Regions from separate parts of the Mus musculus genome. Here region 1 is linked to region 2. A link is a contact called in public HiChIP or PLAC-seq data. All regions are on one chromosome and are shown on one strand. The core of a region is the stretch at or near the end of the contact, and the rest is flanking DNA. Distances in the headings are between cores, read along the strand shown. Region 1 holds the start of Efl1 (elongation factor like GTPase 1). Region 2 overlaps Adamtsl3 (ADAMTS-like 3).

Region 1 (2,801 bases), core at 164-2,663, 110 kb after region 2:
CTTTCCTTCCAACAGGAAAGGAGGCAAAAGATGAGAGGTGGTATGGGGAGGGATGATGGTGAAGAATCTTTGCCCCGTTTTGAGACAATGACTCATGAAGGTAGCCAAAGTTTAAAAACCATTGGCTGAGTGGAACTATGTATGTCATAGTAACTACCCATTTTGTCAAAGATTCTTGTACCTCAGTTATAAAACTGAAAGCAGCTAAGGCAGTGCTCTCGCTGCAACTAAGTGTTTGCAAGGGACATTTCGGCAGAAGTTATTAGCCATGCTTCAAAGCCTAAAGGGGATTCCTCTTACATTGGCAGTCCCCCCAGCTCTGTGGATGGTGATATTATTCTTGAAGAATGTAAAGTCCCTAATATAATGAATTTCCTGATGGGTGGATGGGAAAATAACTTAGTTTGTAGATAAATTCAGATTCAAATACATTTTTTTTCTTACATACAAGATTTTGCAGATTCAAGCCTTAAAAGTTATGTTTGCATCTGTTCAAACATACAAACAATGTTTATTACAAAAGGGGCTGAGAAACTGCTCTCAATCAATATGTGTTGTAGCTGGTTGCCCTTAGAAGGGGATTACAAGTACAAAGGGCTTGGCGTTACTCAGTTACTCTTATTCACTTATCAAAGGTGATCTAACCCCTGGGTAAACAGTAAGCTTGAGGATAGAGAAGAATGTGTTTACTGGTGATGTAAAGTTGTTAGGCAGGACTTACAAACCAAACCTGAGGTTTACGGTGAGGACTATTGCCATTTTTGTCTGTCAGAAAGGCCTCAGGAAAATGTTGCCTTGGCAGGAATAAAAATAGAGTTTAGAGGATGGAAGGTTCTGGGTGGCAAACGAAATACCATGGATACTGTTCTTTTAAGTTAACCAATAGAATCGGTGGGTGACTCCATCACTTACCAGCCATATTTGCTCATACTACTTAGCTGATCTGAACTGTATTTTAGCTTAAATCTCTGGATGGGAAGCCTCAGGGAATGCAAAGAAAATAAGTTTTGCCCAGGAGCTAGCCAAGCAGAGGAAATGGGCAGCATTTAGCAGAGCATAAGGTCGGGGGTGGGGGGTGGGGGGTGGGGGTGGAGTAGGGGTCTCCTCCGGTTCAGGCAAGGGAGTCCTTAGGGGGTGTGCGCGGCGGGGCTCGCGGCTCTGCGGACGCCACACCGGGCGGACGTTTCTTACCCGCAGGTGCAAATCTGGCACAGACACCAGTTCCTCATGCTCTGCGCTCCAGCGTCCCCCTCCGCAGGCTTAGGCTGGCACACTTCAGAGCAGCTACAGCGTCCGCCGTCGTCAAGGCGACCGCGGAACTCCAAGTTGAAGGGAAACGACGTGGCTTCCGGTGATGTTCTAGATGCGCGCGGGTCAGAGGTCACAGGCCCACAGGCCCCGCCCCCAGGCTCCTGCGACTTCCGGTCTGAGCTACCCCTGGAGTCTTAGGTGCGTGGGTGAGGTGCGGCGTGGAGCTGGTGAGTGGGGGGACTTGCTAGGGACGCCGGCGACCAGACGGTGACGGAGACCCGGGGGGGTCATGTCGATTGGGCTGGGCGAGGAGTGTCCCGAGCGGCTGCACTTTATAGGGACCCGGTACTCTCAGCGGCAGCGACTCCAGGAACCCAAGAGGAGGAAGGGCATGCAGACCTCGATTTGCTTCTTTTAATTGGAGAGAGGGGTAGAAGGTGTGTCGTGCACCTGGTGTGTTCCTAGGCACGTGATCCAAAAACTTTTAAGGACACTCAGTGCAGTCACAGGGCCGAAGTTCTCATGTCTGATAAAAGCCAGCAAGCTTGACAGAAAGGCAGACTTTTGGAGGGACTGAAGTAGGGAAGGGTGTGTGTGTGTGTGTGTGTGTGTGTGTGTGTGTGAGAGAGAGAGAGAGAGAGAGAGAGAGACTGACTGTCTGTCTCTGGTGTGTGTGTGTGTGTGTGTGTGTGTGTGTGTGTGTGTATGTATGTATGTATGTATGTATGTGAGTGTGAGTGTGACTTAGCCGGGCGCCTCTGCACCTGGCTCCCAACTGCGTGATTCATCGCATGGCAGATCCGGAAACTCCCAGCTCACCCCACAAGTACTGTCAGCAGGATGTGTGGACTTTACCATGGAACATGGGCCTAAAGGACTATATCCCCTCAGGGCCAGAAGGAAATAGATGTGGCTAAACATTCATTGGGTTCTCAGTTAAGGAATCTGAGGCGACTTGTCAGCATCAGCATCTCCCTCTCAGTTTGTCCATTTGGTTTTCGCTGTTGTGCACACCACCCCCACCCCCACCCCCACTAGATTTTGTACCATTTTTAATTTGCATTTAATGTTTAGTCCCAGGAAATAACCATGGTGCTCAGTGGTGTTGATAAGATGATTCGACTTCAGAAGAACACTGCCAACATTAGGAATATCTGTGTTCTGGCTCATGTTGACCACGGTAAGGCTTTTAGAATTGGGTTTTATTAACAAAGAGGAAATGTCTCTGTTTCATTGGAGCGGTGAGAGTGATGCTTGCTAAGGAGTTGTGTGTTGTGCCATGTCAGAGAAGCATGCTGTAGAACGTTTGAAATAAATGGATTAACGGGTGATTGGTGGTCTGCCCAGTATGTCATACAATGCTTTTGAATTTGGATTTTTGTTAAAATATGGAAAAGTTTCTTGAGATGGTAAAATGTCTGTGGTCTTGGTAGAATATATCTTCTATAAATTCTATTTAATTCATCCTATACTGAGCATTTGCTAAGTTGGCAGTGCTTTTTTAGATTTGTCAGGCCCTAGACATTTATGAGGCCAACCTGTCCAGCCAG
Region 2 (2,700 bases), core at 49-2,548:
CCTGTGGTATTACATTCATAATGCAAGGCTTGGCTCTTTAACCATTTGAAAGCACTCAGCTCATCGGCACTAAGAATATTCACACTCCTGTCTTACCTGTCCAGAGTGTTTCCATCATTCTCAGTGTGAACTGTGTCTATCAAACAGGCCCAGTTCTCTACCTGGCCCCAGACTCCAGTGATTTCCTTCCTGCTTTTTGTCCATGAATTCAGTCAGGAGAATCCTGTTACTCCTGCTGGCCTAGAACTTGTGGTCCTCTGCTTCCCAAGTGTCGCCATAGAACATCACCTGCAGGCTCCTCCAAGGGGGTAGGGGGGAATGTGCTGGTTAGGTTTTTGTCAACTGGACACACATTAGAGCCATCTGGGAAAAAGGAAGGTCGATTGAGAAAATACCCCTATCAGATAAGCATGTGGGCAAGCTTGTGTGACATTTTCTTGATTTTTAATTGATACGGGAGAGCTCAGCCCACTAGAGGGCAGTGCTAACCCTGGACAGGTAGTTCTGGGTTGTATAAAAACACAAGCAGAGTAAACTATGAAGAGCAAGCCAGTAAGCAGCATTCCTTCATGGTCACTGCCACAGCTCCTGACTCCCAAGTTCCTGCCCTGCTTTGTCCCTCAGTGACGAAACATATGAGATACAGAAATATAAACCCTTTCCTTTAGTTGGTTTTCATCTTGGTATGTTGTCACAGCAATGGAAAACAAATTAGGACAGGCTGTGAATACAAATTTTGTGATAGTAGTCCACCGGGTCCCTTGAAAGTTCAGAAAGCACTGTTGTATTAATGAATTAGTAGAGAGCAGTAATGGATAGTCTATAGTGGGTCCCATCCACGTCTTCTCCAAGCCTGAATTTCTGCCAGCCCGATCTGACTTAGATGGGGGTCTCCTTCCCTCAAACACAGAGCAGAGCTAATATGCTCGCTGCACCTGAAGGGCCTCTGTGTTTTCCCCACTGTGTGGAACCCGAGTGCCTGCACCTGTTGCTTGGCCTCTACCCCACCCCTGCCTTCTCCTGTTTGGAGATCTCCATGCAGTCCTCCTGGACGATGCTCATTGCTTGGCATTTGCTGGCCCACTCTGGCTGGCTGGTGTGAAGTTTTTAGTTTCCTGCCACTTTTGATTCTATTCATCCCCTCCACTTCCAAACAAAACCGCAACATATCTCGGCTTCCAGCTCACTCTTTTACGGCCACTGTCTTTTGTGGTCTGGGATGCTTGCTTGTTGACAGTGAAGGAGAGGATGATCCCAGCTGTATTTCACATCCCTCAAGGAAAGTCTGCCAAGCCGGCCAGGAAAAGATAAATACTCCCACCACTGCGGTTTACCAAGGGCGAGCTCTGAATTTACATAGAGAGTGGATGTACAAAGGCTTTTGTTTTAATTAGAAAAAGAAAAAAAAATAGAGTTTATAAAGGGAAGCCAAGGGAACTGCTGATCTGACCTCCCTGGCTGTCAGCCATGGAATGTGTTCTCAGTCAGTATGGCTGTCACTTTGTCATTTGTCATCCCGCTTTTAAGTTCCTCCCTGGAGCCTTCTGTGCTTCTATGGGATTCCCAACATTTCAGTGGTTTTGGTAACCCAGCTCCCATTTTTCATATATGAAAAGGAATGAAATAGCACAGACCGAGTCACAGTGTGCATGTTCTCTTCACTGCTTATTTGGCTTCTGCGTGAGTAGAAATTGTATTTGCTAAAATCCAAGACAGGCTGTGTTTCAGGAGTCTGCTTTTCTAACCACCTCTAACCCCAAGGACTTCTTTTTAAGGGAAGATCACATTCTAAGTGTACTGTGGGGATATTTAATTCTTGCAAATGTCCTAGGAGGGTGCTATTATCCTTATCACTTGGGGAGGACTGTCCCAATATCTCAGGGCTAGTCAGTGGTGGACAGAGAGCAGGGAGGTGGGGGTTGATGGCCTGTCCCATCATCTGGGCAACTCTAGTTCAAATCTACAAATTACAAAATAATCCAAAGTCTGAAAACATATAAGTACCAAGATGACACCTGATGACATACGATGGGCTACAGCTAAAATTCAGACATATTTAATGCTACATAATATTACCTTTGGGTTTCACATAGAAGACATCTAATAAACCAGTGGATTTTGTGTTCAGACTTGAGCCTATCCTCAGGTCTGCATAATATATTCTATGCATAATTGTATCTACATAATATATATACATATATTTGAAATTTAAAAAATATTCAAAATCTGAGTAGCATTTTGGGTAGGGAGGCTCAGCCTGCACTAGAGGAGGTTCAGGTTCCTGTCAGCTGACAATTCAGGTTTCTTCCATTCTAAGCGATTACACTGTGGAACTCAAAGGTATTATGGTCTGTTCGTGTTATCAGATGGCATTAGGGGACTGTTAGATATCAGGGATGACTTCCTGGGAAGGATGGTTTGGTGACTTGAGATCTTGATGTCCCAAAGGTGTCAGAAGCACTTGTGTGACTGGTACATGGGATGTGGATGTGTGTGTCAGTTAAGGTGGAATGCAGCAGATGCTCGTGGTAACCCAGGTTCACAACAGAGCTTGGACTTCATCTGACGGCAGTAGCAGTTGAAGGATATTAACCAGGAAAACAGCATAACCAATATTGTTCTACATTGTAAAGATCTCTAGTTGCCTGCAGTTTGCCTCTAGTTAAATCACCATGGTAAACCAAACTGCAGCCAATCTCA

Evidence for each region. HiChIP or PLAC-seq counts read pairs in DNA pulled down with a chosen protein or histone mark.
Region 1: an H3K4me3 HiChIP or PLAC-seq map of neural progenitor cells shows a contact between it and region 2, with 23 read pairs. The contact joins the promoter of Efl1 here to the enhancer-like site in region 2. A contact is called at or near these places in 2 of 39 promoter capture datasets (the 3T3-L1 cell line and second pharyngeal arch cranial neural crest), 2 of 484 Hi-C or Micro-C datasets (Sertoli cells and myocytes), 1 of 115 datasets of contacts at active chromatin or transcription factors (neural progenitor cells) and 1 of 9 other capture datasets (adipose tissue).

The regions. Positions count from the first base shown.
Region 1 is chr7:82,647,201-82,650,001 of GRCm38.p6, forward strand. It overlaps Efl1 (elongation factor like GTPase 1), which reads left to right and starts at 1,414. Exons shown (of 20, transcript NM_175317.3): 1 at 1,414-1,478; 2 at 2,326-2,431. The coding sequence starts at 2,341. Saxo2 (stabilizer of axonemal microtubules 2) reads right to left here and starts at 1,328. Exons shown (of 3, transcript NM_177894.4): 1 at 1,192-1,328. The coding sequence starts at 1,229.
Region 2 is chr7:82,532,918-82,535,617 of GRCm38.p6, forward strand. The region is part of intron 15 of Adamtsl3 (ADAMTS-like 3); the gene reads left to right. Among named protein-coding and RNA genes, the nearest start is that of Saxo2, 110 kb to the right of the region's middle. Within about 2 kb of position 1,299, at least 34 of the 459 cell types and tissues checked have an H3K27ac peak or open chromatin away from gene starts, as enhancers often do. A contact at or near this core is called in Sertoli cells, myocytes and neural progenitor cells, where this site is marked.